Regions from separate parts of the Mus musculus genome. Here region 2 is linked to region 1. Evidence: chromatin contacts called from public promoter capture Hi-C data. All regions are on one chromosome and are shown on one strand. The core of a region is the stretch at or near the end of the contact, and the rest is flanking DNA. Distances in the headings are between cores, read along the strand shown. Region 1 holds the start of Shfl (shiftless antiviral inhibitor of ribosomal frameshifting). Region 2 holds the start of Qtrt1 (queuine tRNA-ribosyltransferase catalytic subunit 1).

Region 1 (3,796 bases), core at 587-3,086:
GCTCAGTTGCTCCCTGATGAGGGATGGCGGTCTTCACAGAGGGGCCTCTCAGAGCCCAGGCTTCGTTCCAAGTGGCTAGAGTCTGATTCCCTGAAGTCAACTGCTGGTCTCTGGAACCTGGTGAGTGTCGTGTCCCCGGGCTGGGTTCCTGTGCAATTGGATTGCCTCCTGGGACCCTGAGGAGGGGTAGGACATGAACCAAGGCCTGGAGATCTGCCTCACTCGTGCTCTCCATGAAGGCGACTTCCTGCTATTATTATTATTATCTTATCATATTGTTTATAGACCTAAAGCAAAAGAATATCATTGGTAGGATTCTTTTAGATGCCCAGCAAGGTGGTACACGCCTTGATCCCCTGCTCTTGGTAAGCAGAGGCAAGTGGATCTCTGTGAGTTCAAAGCCAGCCTGGCCTATCTAGTGAATTTCAGGGAAGTCCAGGGCTGAGCTATGTAAAGACTCTGTCTTACACAAAACAAAAACTCTGCTATGTCTTTCAAGCAAACAGAAGCCGAGGAGCAAAACAACCATATTGCCTTGATTCCTTCATCCCTCCTGTCCAGGCGTCTTTCTTCCCAGGATCTGCCCAGCTCAGACTTTCTTCTTATGCAAGAAAGGGTTGCCTTGAGTTTTCTTCGACATTCAGTCTCCTTATCCTACTGTCCTGTCTCTTCCATTTGAGGTAATCAGCATGTAATGAGCACCTACTGTTTGAAGGCTGCTTGAGAAAGGAAAGGACCCTAGATGGTAAGGGGAGCACTCACTGATTGTTCCTTCTGACAAGAGAATGGGAATCCCCCTTCCTTTGGGGACAGGGGGAGGTTACCTGAGCGTCCAGGTCGTTGCTCAGCTCCTGTCCGTCTTTCTGCTTGACACCTAGTGGGAGAACATGGGAGGGGCTCTTGAAGGGTGTAGGAGTTCCAGGCGGTGGAGAGCCTCCGGTTAAACGGAGCCAGGGTCGCTAAAGCGCTACAGCAATTCTGAAACCACACCCACTCAGTGTCCCCCCCACCAGGGCTGACTCACCATACACGATAGAGCGCCCAACTCCGGTGTGGTCGCTGCCAAACTTCCTCATAAGAGCCCCTGCCTTCTTGGGGGACACTTTCCCATGAAACTTCTCCCGGAGGCGCCTGACGCTCTTCTCCAACTAGGATAGAGGGGGGATAAGCTCTGATGTCGCCGGCGACGGGGAGCAGCCCCCGCACCTTCATTCTCCTGAACTTGACCCTGGCTTCTGGCCTCCGCATCCCCATCCCCCCCCCCCTTTAAGCCATTTCCTGGAAAAATCCGAAGTTCTCCAGGCATTGGGGGATGGTGGAGACTGCGGCGCGTCCCAGCCTCCCCGGTGCGAATTTGGGGTCTGGCGGTGTGTGTGTGTGTGTGTGTGTGTGTGGCGGGATGCAGGCCAGGTTACCCCCTTTCCTTCTGACCTCTGACCCTACAGCCCCACTGTGCCCAGGGATAGAGGAGGGAAACAGCCCAGGGGGCAGGGGTGTTCCCGGGAGCCCTTTCCGCGCCGCCGGTGGCGCGGCTGTCCTACCTCCACGCCATCCTGAGCCATGGTGGCCGGAGCACACCTGGCTGCGCCTGGGTCCGGGCCTCGCAAGCCTGGGTGGCGTCGCCGCAGCTCCGCCTCCCTCGGGCCCCTCTTTCAGTTTCGTTTCTACGTAAAGCTGGGGACCCTGAGGAGACCCCGCGCAGGCCTTGCGGCCACGCGTCTGCTCACGCGCCCTGTAGTGCTCCCGGGTGGTGCTCCCGGGCCTCCGAGCGCGCCTCACCGCGTCCTGCGCAGCAGCGCGGCCTCTGCAGTCGGTCACATGTCCCCACGCTGCGCGGGGTCCGCGTCTTCACGTCCCCCTTGGGGGCGGAGCCGCACCACAGTTCGGTGCTCCCTCGCTGCTCCTCCTATGCAGAACCCGAAGCGTCTTCGGACCACCGTGGCGTTTTGCTATGCTCAGCAGTTCTAACTCCCACGGCTTCTCTCTCTAATTCCCACACTCTCAGCCTCAGTTTCCTCCTCTGTAAAATGGGCATGCAAGATAGGCATGGTGACACACACCTGTCACTCCAGCAGTTGGAAGGTGGATGCAAAAAGATCAGGAGTTCAAGGATGTCCTAGACTATGTGTGACCCAGTTTCAAAAAAGAAAAAAAGAAAAAGGGGGGGGGGGAGGGGAACATCCTAGGACAAAATGAAATGAAAGATTTTTTATTTTTTTTATTATTTTTTTTTTAGCAAGTTTTACAGACTTCTCCAGAGAATGGGCCCCAGAATCTAAGAGGCCTGGGCTTTTTCACCCCGTTTAAATACCTTCTTCCCAGTGAACCTCTGCCTTGCCCCTTTCGGTACAGAGCTTGGGTCTCACTATGATCCAGGAGCACAGAAATCTTTGCTGGGTGATCTGGCTCCCACCACCACCAAAGGTGGATGCCACAGGTGCAGATAAGGTGGTTTAACAGTGAACCGGAGACCAAAGCCAGAGAGGGGGAAATGGAAACTGATCTACCCTCCCCTTCAGCCTCTTTCCCAGGCCCCATAGTTTCAATGGTGGCCCTTATGGTCCAGGTTACTCTGGAACTTTCTATGTAGCTGAGGATGACTTTGAACTCACCATCCTCCTGCTTCCACCTTCTGAATGCTGGGGGTCTCATTGTATAGCCGTGGCTGTCCTTAAACGTATGGTATGGTGGTCCTCCAGCCTTCGCTCTGTAGCACTGAGATTACAGCTGTGAGCCACCGTGTTTGGTTTTCCAGGGGGATTAATGTCACTTAGCACAATGTGGGACATAGATATTGCATCAGTCACCAGGTGACCTTTGAAGTGTCATGCTGGTTGGAAGCAGAGTAAAAATGTGAAGAAAAGCCAACTCCTGGCCCCTTACACCCTTGTAGACTTCTGGCTCCAAGGAATCCACATTGTAAATCTAAAGCCGAGAATCATGTGAGCATCGGGCCCTGGTCTCTACGCAAGCCTGAAAGGAACACCTCCAAATGGATAGTCATCAATAAGTTATATTGAAATACTATAGCTGTTATGGAAAGTGGGATAGAAGTTCCTCACAGAATACAATGAGCATAAGATCTGTCAACTATTGGGGAAAATGCCTGTAGGAAAGGAAACCAGCTTGTTAATGAGTGCCGGATACTTGCGCCTGTGTGCATTGCTGTATTGTTCACGCGATGTCCATTAATAGGTGAATGGATAAAGAAAATGCAGCGTGGACACACCATGGAATATTACTCACCCATAAGAAAGAAGAAGCCTCATTACTTACTGCAACAGGTATAAGGCTGGAGGGCATTATGTCAAGCTGCCTAAGATCTCATTCAGTCAGTGGAGACTAAAGAAACTGTTGGAGAAGCAGAGAGGGGCAGGGCAGAGGTGGGAAGGTGGAAAGCGCCTGGTCAAGGGTTACAGTGTTACAATTTGAATGCAAGAGTAAATTCCATTGAGCTGACTGGGTCAGGAACAGCCTGACTGTTTCAAAATAGCTAGAAGAGACCCTGCAGAGCCACAGGAAGAACTCTGCTGTGCTGGCCAGGCTAGTATGCCGTTTCTATCATTATTTCATGATCACTGGTGGCAAAAAGTCTCACTGTAGTGCCCAAAAATGTGCAGACACGTGCCAATCAAAAGTAAAACCCAGAGCCAGGTGGTGCTGGTGCACACTTTTAATCCCAGCACTCCGGAGGCAGGTGGATTTCTGTGAGTTTGAGGCCACCTTGATCTACAAAGTGAGTTCTAGGATGGCCAAGACTACACAGAGAGACTCTGTCTTGAAAAACCAAAAACCA
Region 2 (3,892 bases), core at 430-2,929, 540 kb before region 1:
CAATTTGTTACTAAGAACACTAACAGCTGGGTGTGGTGGCACCTGTCTTTAATGCCAGCACTCCAGAGGAGAGGCAAAAGCGGGTGTATCTGTGTTTGAGGCCAGCCTGGTCTACCAGTCTACCTAGAGAGTTCTTGCCCAGCTGAAGCTGCATAGTGAGACCCTCTCCAAAATAATAAACAATAAGTAAATAATAAAATACATACACATAAAACAAACCAATAAATAAAAAAGGATGACTCTGTATTCAGTACTGTGCTTACAGTACTGGCATTAGTTCTCTGTTTTGTCAGGAAATGAAAACAGCTTCTTTGTCTTTTTTTTTTTTTTCTTTTTTCTTTGAGACAGGGTGTCTTCCTTTGAGCCCTGCAGTCCAGGCTGTCCACTCACAGCAATCTCCCTACCCCCACACTTCAAGATTTTAGGTATAATTCTACTACTGCCAGCTTTGACATCCAACTTTTTCTCTCTGTTGTTTTCAAGACAGGGTTTCTCTGTGTAGTCCTGGCTGTCCTGGAACTCACTTTGTAGACCAGGCTGGCCTCAAACTCAGAAATCCGCCTGGCTCTGCCTCCCAAGTGCTGGGATTAAAGGTGTGCGCCACCCCCCACCCTCCTTTTTAAAGTGTTTGTTTTGTTTGTTTGCTGTAGTGAGGATCTAGACCAGGACACTGGCAAAACACTCTAATTAACTCTTGCACATGCCCAACACAGGACCTATTCTTTATCCTTCTTTTCTTTTTTTTCTTTTTTTTTTTTTTTGGTTTTTCGAGACAGGGTTTCTCTGTGTAGCCCTGGCTGTCCTGGAGCTCACTTTGTAGACCAGGCTGGCCTCGAACTCAGAAATCTGCCTGCCTCTGCCTCCCGAGTGCTGGGATTAAAGGCATGCGCCACCACGCCCGGCTATCCTTATTTTCGTTAGGTGAAAGAGTCCAAATTCAAAGACGATCCAAACCATACGTGGCGTTCGAAGCCCTCCTCTTACCCAGAGCATTCTGGATCTCCACCGACCTCTCTGGGCTCAAAAGTGTCTCTTCTCCATCGTAGGGCGAGCGGAAGTGGACGCCCTCCTCCGTCACCTCGGACAGGGAGAAGAGGGACACCATCTGGAAGCCGCCGCTATCCTGGGGAGACCCCGCAGCGAAGCTGTCAGGAGATTGAGACTGGGGACCTCTCACCTCAACGCAGCGCCCGAGGGCGGCAACCCCAACTCACCGTCAGCAGATTGTGGGGCCAATTCATGAAGCCGTGAAGACCCTGGGCTTTCCGGATCAGCTCCGGTCCCTGTGAGGGAGAAAAAGTTAGCGGTGCCCGCAGCTCCACGGCCAGGTGTGGGTGAGCCCCGGCACTGTGGGCCTTACTCAACAGACTTTTCCAAAGACCCCCTCGCCACCCACCCCCCAGATCGAATCCACACACCGGCCTCAGCCCCAGATGGTAGGTGTTGCCCAAGCAGATGCGGCAGCCCAGGGAGTCCAGCTGCTCCGTGGTGATACCCTTCATGGTGGCCTGTGTACCCACAGGCATGAACACAGGGGTGGCTACCGTTCCATGCGGCAGCCGCAGCTCACCCGCCCGAGCTCCGGAGCGACTGCACTCAGCGACCAGCCGCATTATTCGTGGAGCGGACTCAAGCGAACCTGGGCTGCCTACCGCCGCCATTTTCAGTCCCGGAACCACGTGGCCTGAGACCACAGAGGACAGCGCCGAGGTGCCCCGAATCACGTGATCTGAGAGCTATAGGGAACCATAGCAACTGACGCCACACCCTCCACACGCTTGGGTGCTCTACTTCCAGATCCCATAGCTGTCACCGTTCTAAGGCCCAGTGCCATGGCTTACCGAGTGAAGATACACAGCGCCAAGCCCGATGACCTGTCTCTGGGATCTACAAGACAGCCATTCAAATTCGCATGGGCGTACATACAATAAATGTATTTTAAACACTCCAAGACATGTTTTTCTGCTGTATAAAATACAACAGCCGGATATGATAACTCATCAGGAATCTCAAGATTTCAGAGGCTGAGGAAAAAGGATTATGTGCAGTTGGAGATCGACACCGGCACAGTGAGTTTCCTGCCAGCTTGGGCTACAGAGAGATCTCATCTCACAAAAAGGGAGGGGAAAAAAAGATGGAGCCAAGCCTGTTATTGTACTCCTTTGATACAAGGAAAGGTAGAGGCAGGTGGATCTCTGTGAGCCTATATAGCAAGCTCCAGGAAAGTTAGGGCTATATTGTGAACTACCTCAAAAAACAAGCAATAAAAAAGGCACTGTAGGGCACTACTGCAATCCCAGCACTTGGGAGGCAGAGGCAGGCAGATTTCTGAGTTCCAGGACAGCCAGGGTTACATAGAGAAGCCCTGTTTCAAAAAGCAACAACAACAAAAAACCCTAGCCAGACAAACAAAAAAACCTGATGGCTCAGCAGTTAAGAGCACCGACCGCTCTTCCAGAGGAACTGGATTCAATTCCCAGCACCCACATGGCAGCTCACAACTGTCTGTAATGCCGAAATCTGACATACATGCAGGCAAAACATCAATGCACATAAAATTATTTTTTAAAAAAAATCAGGGCTGGAGAGATGGCTCAGCGGTTAAGAGTACTGACTGCTCTTCCAGAGGTCCTGAGTTCAATTCCCAGCGACCACATGGTGGCTCACAATCATCTGTAATTGGATCCAATGCCTTCTTCTGAAACAGTGGCAGTATACTCAAATACAAAAAAAATCAAAAGCCGGGCGTGGTGGCGCACGCCTTTAATCCCAGCACTCAGGAGGCAGAGGCAGGCGGATTTCTGAGTTCGAGGCCAGCCTGGTCTACAAAGTGAGTTCCAGGACAGCCAGAGCTACACAGAGAAACCCTGTCTCAAAAAACAAAAAAACAAAACAAAAAAAAATCAAAATAGGGGCTAATGAGCACGTACCCAGAGGACATGGTACTCCTAGCACACACAGCCCCCTGTAACTCCATTTCCAGTGGATCTGATGTCCTCCTCTGACCAGGCAGGTAAGATGGTAGCACACCCACATTCAGGCAAAATACTTAAATACACAAAATAAATCTTTTAAACAAAAACAACCCAACTTTCTCCCTGGCATGCACAAGGCTCTGGGTTGAGTCCTCTGCACACATACTCACATAGCATACTCTTCATACATGTAGTCACTAACAATAGTCTGTCATTCTGTGTTCATTTACTAAGGACCTAGCATGTAGTCAGGCGCTCAGTCATTTTTTTGTCAAAGGATTCCTATCATTACAAAAAGAAATCTAATGCCCAGAAACTTGACCCTATTACTTTATTCAATGAGGGAGGTGTGTGTGTGTGTACAGTCACGTGTTCCCACTGCCCTGACCAGAGATTTAATAAAGATAGCCAAGTGATTTTCTGTCAATATAAACCGTATCTGCCACCTCTGCCGGCAGAGGGCACCATTGTCCCACAATATTCCCAGTGAGCTGCTATGCAGAACCTGCTATGATGGGCAGAGGTACTGGGTAGAATCTGAGTCTCTTGCAGTGAAAAAGAGTAAATGAATACCAATTACCAGAAGTTATAGGGCTGACTGAGCTTAGTCAGAATGCCTCAAGACACCGAGGCTGAGGAATAGTCAAGGCCCTTGTGCTTGTGTGAGCAGAGGCCAAGGGATGGTTAATAACCTGCTGTTGCTCTCCACCTTAATCCCCAGGCAGTGTCTCACTGAACCTGAAAGCAGCTTGGCAGTCAACCAGCCCCAGCGATCCTCATCTCTACGACCACTTCTCCATACACACAGTGCTGGTGTTCCAGGTCACAGCCCTGCTTTAGAGTGCTTACATTTATGCGTGTGGGTGTAACTGTCAGCGTAGATATACCCACACACTTGCCACAGCATCCTTGTGGAG

Evidence for each region. Promoter capture Hi-C pulls out the DNA fragments that hold promoters and counts their contacts.
Region 2: a contact with region 1 is called in a promoter capture Hi-C map of liver. The contact joins the promoter of Qtrt1 here to the promoter of Shfl in region 1. A contact is called at or near these places in 3 of 39 promoter capture datasets (liver and pre-B cells) and 1 of 9 other capture datasets (pancreatic islet).

Annotation. Positions count from the first base shown.
Region 1 is chr9:20,866,682-20,870,477 of GRCm38.p6, reverse strand. It overlaps Shfl (shiftless antiviral inhibitor of ribosomal frameshifting), which reads right to left and starts at 1,836. Exons shown (of 8, transcript NM_175687.2): 1 at 1,542-1,836; 2 at 1,025-1,148; 3 at 825-874. The coding sequence starts at 1,562.
Region 2 is chr9:21,409,624-21,413,515 of GRCm38.p6, reverse strand. Qtrt1 (queuine tRNA-ribosyltransferase catalytic subunit 1) reads right to left here and starts at 1,679. Exons shown (of 10, transcript NM_021888.2): 1 at 1,419-1,679; 2 at 1,215-1,283; 3 at 985-1,123. The coding sequence starts at 1,661. Gm16853 (predicted gene, 16853) reads left to right here and starts at 1,796. Exons shown (of 5, transcript NR_045742.1): 1 at 1,796-2,069.